Regions from separate parts of the Mus musculus genome. Here region 1 is linked to region 2. The links are chromatin contacts, called in public Hi-C maps. All regions are on one chromosome and are shown on one strand. Each heading gives the region's core, a stretch centred on a gene start, on an enhancer-like site or on the middle of the called end of the contact. The rest is flanking DNA. Distances are from core to core; before and after follow the strand shown.

Region 1 (3,850 bases), core at 730-3,229, 4.3 Mb before region 2:
GCTCAGTTTCAACATGAAGCCAGTGTGAAATACAAAGGAAATGCCGGTCTTTTGGAGAAGCTCCACTTCGCATTTCTCAAGGCAGACATTGTATGTACCTCGGCAATTCTATTTTGGGTTGTAGTGGCGGCTTTCCCTGGAGAGGGCATTGTGGGCTGCTGGCAGGTGGACCGAGTACAATCAGGCCAGGCTTTCAAGGGAGGTTCTGCTTTGTTTTAATGTTTCTGTGTCTGCCTAGTGGGCCATCTCTCAGGGCACTGAGATGACTCTGCAGTCAGGGCAGCTTCATCTCCTCCACTCAGGTTCTGCACGGTCAAAATCACGTGCTCAGATGAGTGACACAGGGTCTTGGAAGAGAGTGACCAGACTGACAGGTCCTGGAGCAGGTGCCCAAACCAGCTGGCACCAGCTGCTTCTGGGAATGGATCCGGGTAGGCCCCATTCCAGGCTTGGAGAGGGTGAGGCAGGCTTGTGACTGGAAGGGGAGCTGGGGAGGCCCTTGACACAGATGTACCTTCTCTGGAAAGCCCCGAGAGAGACGTTCAAGGTTAGCCTGTGGACGCCCTTGGCATCTGGCGCTAAGCTTTCTGTGCCACCTCCAACAGGTTTATTCTTGTGCTCTAAACAGCTCTCTGGGCTGCTTCTCTGTGGGGCGTGTTTCCTCTTGTGGCTATTCTTTGAAGCAACCTGGCATTTTTCAATAGCAGCCACCGGAGAAAAAAAGGTCAGCAGATTTTTCCCCCCTCCCTTTCCACCTTCCAATCCAGTTGTAGGAAAGCTAATGTACTTAGTACCCTGCTCTTCCCACACTTAACCAGCCCATTCCAATCTTGGGGAGAGAGGTGGACCTGCGTTGTTCACCACAAAAGCAAAAGCGGCTCTTACTCAGAGTAGTAGGTCTCAAATCAGAGCCTGACTGACCGACCACTGACAGCACACACCAGTCCCTGCTCCCTACCAAAGTGTACAATTCGGTGTTCCGTCCACTCTGGGCAGCCCTCACTGCCCAGCGTGGAAGGGAACAACGAAGCGATGCTGCCAGGCGCGTCTGTGCCCACTGGGCTAAGCCGGATGGTACAACAGACAGCCAAGTCCACCCGCCAGCGCACGCCCTAGGCGCAAAGGGGACAGCGCGCGCCCAGAGTTGGCCACTCGAAGTTCGGCCCCGCGGAGGCGGTGGGGCAGGGCCTACTAGCCAGAGACCGGGGGCGGGTCCTGAGCCGTGACGCGGTGCGCTGCAGAGCCCAGATCCCTGGAATGTGCACTAGCTCGGCGCGGCCCCAGGGCCCGCGGCGCTGGGCACGTCTTATGTGGAGTTTGCGCAGTGGCAGCGTCCCTTGCCCACGTCACGCGCTCGCTGCACAGACCTACATAAGACGCTGGGCGGCGGCGCCTGAGGAGCCTCGGGCCTGTGCGTCCTCCTTTCAGTGCACGCGCAAAAGAGGCCGGGCCTGCCTGAGCACTAAGTTTTTGTAAAACTTAAAGGGGCAGCGGCAGTGTGTAGTTGCTTCCTCGACCAAAACAGGGCAGAGTGTTGATAGCGTGCGCGCGCCCAGCTGAAGCCAAGTGAGACGCTAACAAGGAAAAGTCCAAAGTGCGCCTCGCTATGCTCCAAATTCCATGCTCAGGAGGCTGCCAGTAACCAAGTGATAAAGTGGCATTGCATGTAAAATAAAACAGTTTGCACGATTTAATCGAAAGAACAGGGCCATGGGTTGGAGCATCCTGGCTGGGTAGGCGGGGTGACACGGGACTCTTGGGGACGCGAGCTGCACACCTGCGGCGCTAGGGCCGCGTGAACTGGTCTGCGCCTCAGTCCCGGCGCGCACGCGATCGAGAAACGGAAGAATCCAGGGTGGCGCGCGAGAGAGCGCAGAGGGAGGGAGGGAGGGAAGGAGGGCGGGCGCACGGGGCCGCGCGCGCCAGGGAGGGAGGGGGCCGCGCAGGCGCCGTGCAGAGCTGTCGAAGAATCAAGTCTGTAGAAGTGGAGCGGCCGCGGCGGTAGCAGCAGCAACAGCGGCGGCGCAGGAGCTGAGGCGCAGTGGGTGCTGTGCAGCGGCCGCGCCGGGGCCCGGGACCGAGCTGCACGCCGCCGCGCGCGGCATGCCCCGCCGCTCGGGCTGAGCTGCCCCGGCGGCTGCCCCGCGTCCCCCGTACCTCGCGCGGCTCTGCGCCCCGGGCGCCAGCGCGACCTGCTGCGCTCGCGGCCCGTCTTTGCCCCGGTCTGGAGGCCCCAGCCCGCGGCCCCGGCCGAGCCGCCGCCCCCGCGCGCGCCGCGCCGCCCCGCCGCCCGTGGGGACCTGCAGGCGCGCCCCGCCGCGCGCCCGCCGCCCCTCGTGCCCCGGGGGCGCCGCGCGGGCGCCGCGCCGGCCCGGGCTCTGCCGCCGCCGCCTCCTCGCCTGCGGCCGCCGCCGCCGCTAGTCGCGCAGACGCGGGCTTGGGCCGGCCGGCGCGCGCGCGCGGGATCCACGGGGGGCGGCGGCGTCCCCTCACCCGGCTCCTCCTGCGGCGCGGCGGGCTGTGCGGACATGGCCGCGGCGGTGGCGGTGGCGGCCGCCTCTCGGCGCCAGTCGTGCTATCTGTGTGACCTGCCCCGCATGCCCTGGGCCATGATCTGGGACTTCACGGAGCCCGTGTGCCGCGGCTGCGTCAACTACGAGGGAGCCGACCGCGTGGAGTTCGTCATCGAGACGGCCCGCCAGCTGAAGCGTGCTCACGGCTGCTTCCCGGAGGGCCGCTCCCCGACCGGTGCACAGCCCGCAGCCGCCAAGCCACCGCCACTGTCGGCCAAGGACCTACTGCTGCAGCCGCCGCCGCAGCTGGGCCACGCGGGCGCCGAGGCCGCGCGCGCTCAGGCTATGGAGCGCTACCCGCTGGCGCCGGATCGTGCCCCGCGCCTGGCCTCCGACTTCAGCACGCGTGCGGGTGCAGGCCTCCCACAGTCGGCCGCGCAGCAGTCCGCGCCGGCGAACGGCATCCTGGTGCCCAACGGGTTCTCCAAACTGGAGGAGCCGCCGGAGCTGAATCGCCAGAGCCCGAACCCTCGGCGTGCACACGCCGTTCCGCCCACTCTGGTGCCTCTGGTCAACGGTTCTGCCGCGCTGGGGTTGAGCGGCCGTGCTGCGGCCACACTGGCCGCGGTGAGCGGAACACCGGGCCTGGGAGCTCAGCCCGCCGAGTTGGGCACCCACAAACGCCCGGCGTCTGTGTCGAGCGCGGCGGCGGAGCACGAGGCGCGCGAGCCGAGCAAGGAGAAGGCGCAGCCCGCGCACCGGAGTCCGGCCGACAGCTTATCCAGCGCGGCCGGGGCCAGCGAGCTGAGCGCCGAGGGTGCAGGCAAAGGCCGCGCGCCCGGGGAGCAGGACTGGGCCAGCAGGCCTAAGACGGTGCGGGACACGCTCCTGGCGCTGCACCAGCACGGCCACTCGGGGCCCTTCGAGAGCAAGTTCAAGAAGGAGCCGGCTCTGACTGCAGCAGGCAGGTTGTTGGGTTTCGAGGCCAACGGGGCCAACGGGTCTAAAGCAGGTAGGGGCGACTGCGGGGCGAGGGGAGAAGGGATGGAGGGCGTGGGGTTAGAGGCAGCGTTTGAGCGCCCGCCCACCCGTGTGTGTGTGTGTGTGTGTGTGTGTGTGCGCGCGCGCGCGTGCGTGTGTGCGCGTGGGTGGGTGGGTGGGTGGGTGGGTGGTAGGGATCCATTCTTCCATGCACAGTTTTGCCTTAATCCAGAAACAACAAACAGCCAACTTCCTGGTCGGCCCGGGGCTGAACCAGAGCTTAGTGGCAACGTGGTCCCTCTGCTGAACCAGCACAACAGGGATGAGTCAGAACGGGTTGATAGGCAGCGACACGG
Region 2 (4,254 bases), core at 954-3,453:
TCCGCATGGTGACAATCAACGTTCGCATCTTAACGCGTTTAGATCTGCTAGGGGAGGAGGGGCCCGGGCCACGAGTTGCACAGAGGGCTCTGAGCCGCCCCTCGCCCCCCCAGGCCTGCTCTCCTCTTCTGCTCGAGTCGTGGGGCACTGTGAGGGGATCGGAGGGGCTCTCCTGCACAGTCTCGGTCCTAGATCTCAGAGTATGGGGTTTCGCTGACCCAAGTGGGTTGGGCTCTGCTGGGCTCCTGCGGGCTTATCAGCGCTGGCGATCCGTTCCCAACCTGAGATCTCCCTGCCCTAGCTATCTGCATTTCTCATCAAACTGAAACACACACACACACACACACACACACACACACACACACACACACACGCACACGCTCACGCTCACGCACACACACATACACGCGAGAACAGAACCCAGCAGAGGCGCACAGGCGAGGAGGGGAAAAAGAAACCAGAGAACCAGCACAGATCGGGACCTGTGGGTGGCTTTAATTCTTCAGCTGACATGATAGAAGGAGACTTTCGGAAAACAGGTCCAGCACGCATTTGGGGAGTCGGGTTACCAGAACCCAGATTCCTCCCCGTCCCCCCCCACTTCAGTAGGGGGTACTCTCACAAGCTAAAATGCACACTTGGTCCTGGTGGCAGTGTGATGTGGACAGAGGAGGTAGCTCAGGCGTCTGGAGCTGGAAAGCCGGATGCCCAGCCCCCCTCCCGTCACCTCCTGGGCAGCCCAGATGACCTGTCGCTCTCGCCAAAGGGAAGCTCCGGGGAGGAAGCCCCGCGCCCTGCCGGGAGAGGCGCGAAGTTATTATTGGTGTGGCGTGGGGAGGAGCTCTTCCTGTGTGCTTACTCGCTCCTAGAGCAGCCAAGAGGCCCCGCAACCTGGTAGCCCCAAGAGCCCAGGAGGGTCTTACTGTAGGGGGGCACGGATGATGTAGGATTATAGGGTCTGCCTTGCTCGGGAAAGTGCCCACGGGAGAACCTGCGAGAAACTTCACTCGGGAACAACGTTTGAGTGCCTGAGGTCCCTGGATGGTTCAGGATAACCCCTCGGATGGAGGTGGAGAGAGCGGTGCCCATGGGCATCCATTCGTGTAGCGTTGTTAGGGGCAGTTGGTGGGTCGGATCTCCACATGTCCCCCAGCAGGCAGAGGTCGGATCGAAAACTCCAGAGCCGGAGCGGATAAAGGGGGTTTGGTCAGCCAGTGCCAAATGCCTAGGTTGGAGCAGCCTCCACTACCTATTCCGCTGCCTTGTCGCTCTGCAGCCAAAGCGCTGCGGTGGGCGCCGGCCGGTCCCCGCAGTCCCAAGTCCCCCTTACTCCCAGGTCTTTCTCCTTCTGCCTCTAGATACAAAGCCTGGGAGAGTCAAGCACGCCAGATAAGATCACAATTTCAGCCCGTCCCGACAGAGCGATCTTATCAGGATGGGACTTGCAGAATGGAATATTTTAAACTTTATCTGAGCCCAGATCGGGGCCGCCCTATCGCCGCACCATCTCGGATGCGGGGGAGGTGCAGGCTGCGAGGTGGCCCGGCTCTGCTGGAGCCGCGCCCCCAGACACTCTCCTTCCGGCTCTCGGGACCCGCCACCCTCTCTGGGGCCCGGACCCCCTGGGTGCCCATGCTGAGACGCGGGGGCCCTGCCCGCCGGCAGAGATTAGATTACGGCGCGCTTGGCACTCGGCGCGGGGGGCGCGGCGCGGGGTGAAGGTCGCGGGCGCAGCGGGGTTGGGCGGCCGCGCAGGGGCGGCGCGGGGCGGCGGGGCGCCAGCGGGGGTCTGGCGGGCACCACGGGCAAAGTTTGACTCACGCTTGATCTGCCGGGGATTGCTCTGTTTCCTCCTGGACATGTCTCCGGCGCCGCGCGCCCTCGCGGCGGCCGCCTCTAGCCCCTGGCGGGCGGCGGCGGGCGGCAGGGGCGCGGCGGGGTAGCGGGGCGGCTCATGCCCCCGGCCCGCGGGCTCCACGGCTGCCTCGGCCCGCGCCCCCAGCCCGCCGCGCCGCGCGTGGGCCGCCGGCGCCGCCGCGGAGGCCCGAGGCCACGGCCCTGCGCTCGGGCGCGCGGACTGCCCGGCGGGCGGCGGGCTGGTGGCGGCTTCTCTGCTCCGGCGCAGACGCCGCCGCCGCCGCCGCTCAGCTTTTCTCAATGGAACCTGCGAGCCGCGAGCGGCGAACCGGCGGCCGCCGCCAGGGCGCTCCCCGCAGGCTGGCCAGGCGGGCGGGGCCTTCGCGTAGCTGGCGGCGGGCCCCGCCTCTCGCCACGCCCCGGACCGTCCTCCGCGGTAGCGCCTTCCCACCCGTGCTGACCCCGCCCTCAGGCCGTCCTTCCCACTGGCCCCGCCCCAAACTAGCGCTCGTCTTTTCTCTGCTTGCACCGACTTCCGCGTACTCACCCAGCCTGGGCCGGGCCTTCTGTCCTCGCGCTGGCTCCACCCCTCATCTGTGCTCCTCGCGCTGACCCCGCCCTTCAGCCGATTCTTCCCACATTGGTCCCGCCCTTCGGCCGTCCCTCCTCGCGTTGACCCCGCCCCTCAGCCGTCCTCCTCACATTGACCCCCGCTCCTCAGCCGTCCTCCTTTCGTCGACCCTGTCCCTCAGCAACCTTATTACCCTGATCCCGCCTATCAGTTGTCCTCCCCACGTTGTCCCTGCCCCTGCCCCGCCCTCACAGTGACCCTGCTCCTCAGCTACACTCTCTTGTTGACTCCCTTTGCTCGTCCTCCTCACAAGAGCACAGCCTCAGCTGTCCTCAAACTGATCCCGCCCCTTTACTAGTCCTTCCCACGGGCTCCGCCCCTGTATTCCTTGCCACCCTGCTGGCCACGCCCACAACCCGCCCTTCCAGGTGCTGGCTCCGCCCACGTCTCCTCCTTCTTTGCCTTCGCCACGCCTCCGTAGGCCCGCCTTCTCCCTGGCCCCGCCTCTGCTCCGTAGTCCTTCGCACAGGCCTGGTCCTTCCCCGCCCCCAACACAGGCCTTGCCCACGTCTGTCCAATCCTCAGCTTTGTCCTCACCTCCTCCGGGCTGGCCCCTGGGCTGGCCCCAGGTCGCGCCGGCCTTGTCCCGAATTCCCACCCTCGTTTCTAGATAGACCTCTAGCCTTCTTAGTTAGTTGTAGTTTCCTGAGGTTATGTCCGCAGGCCTATTTAGGACTTGGAGACCTGTTCTGCCCCTTGGAGACCTGTGCAGCAGCCCCGCGGCACAGGCCCCTAGCTTGTCTGGCCCTGCCCCTCCGCTCTGGAGCTCCGCCCCCATGGCTTAAGTTGTGCTGCCCCTTGAAGCTGTGCCTTTCAGGGAGCCAGCAGTGGGGTCTGGATGCCCGAGGCCTGGACACTAAATTTTTGCTGGACTTTGAAAGTTGACAGAGACTCTGATCCAGAAGGAAGCTTCAGTATGAGATTTGCAGCTTCCGATGACTGTGGGTAGCCTCAAGTGGTTCAGTCTTATGCCTAATTGGAGGGGAGGGGAGGGAACCTCAGGTTTTTCCTTCTTGAACTCAGACCTGCCCGGAAATCCGGGAGGAGCCAGAGGTCAGCTGGCCTTGTTTAACCGCAGCCGATGCCACAGTGAACATCTGCCAAGGAGGTGTTCCCCCATTCCCCCAGCTTCCTCTGCTGTCACAGCCTAAGGAGGCAGGTTTCCAGTGCCCACGCAGTGTGCTCCAGACCCAGGTCAAGAATGTGCCTCTTGTTCTGTGAGGATATTGAAACTTGAGACATGCACAAGATCAACGCAGCTTCGGATGGGGTCATGTCCTCATCCAAAGCAAACCAAATGGGCACCGTTGATGTCTACTGCCTCTCTTCATAGCACACAGAGAATCAGAAAGGTCTCCACAGAGAAGACACATGGTCCCCCACCTACCTGGTAGGCAGTCTTCGGTTGGTACAACTGTCACCATCCATGTCCCCTTGGAAGTTTGCCAGATGCCAGGTACCAGGCGTTCTGGGTATGAGACCTATTTCTTTACAGCTTCTGATACTGAGGTCCTTGCAAAGAAGAGAGAGGTGGTCGCCTCTTCCCTGACACCCTGTACACTCAGTGAAGGGCACTGTGCAGGACTGGCTAGTGGGACTGAATGCTGCCCCCTCTGTTGGTCATACAGGAACACCAAGGCCCAGATCCAAGATTTGTACAAGGCTGTCTGGCTTTCTAGCTCTTCTCAGAGGAGCCATCCTTCTATAGCTGGGGTCCCCACATTGGCTGGGTCTTCTCAGTCTAGTAGCCCCAAGATGCTTACGAA

What was found. A called contact is a pair of places that touch in the nucleus more often than the background predicts.
Region 1: a Hi-C map of B cells shows a contact between it and region 2, with 6 read pairs. The contact joins the promoter of Irf2bp2 here to the promoter of Zfpm1 in region 2.

Annotation. Positions count from the first base shown.
Region 1 is chr8:126,592,115-126,595,964 of GRCm38.p6, reverse strand. It overlaps Irf2bp2 (interferon regulatory factor 2 binding protein 2), which reads left to right and starts at 1,979. Exons shown (of 2, transcript NM_001164598.2): 1 at 1,979-3,525. The coding sequence starts at 2,529. Gm31546 (a long non-coding RNA gene) reads left to right here. Exons shown (of 2, transcript XR_388210.1): 1 at 1-90; 2 at 303-1,700.
Region 2 is chr8:122,280,090-122,284,343 of GRCm38.p6, reverse strand. Zfpm1 (zinc finger protein, multitype 1) reads right to left here and starts at 2,203. Exons shown (of 10, transcript NM_009569.4): 1 at 1,822-2,203. The coding sequence starts at 1,861. The region is part of intron 1 of Gm39269 (a long non-coding RNA gene); the gene reads left to right. RefSeq lists an enhancer at 1,346-1,589.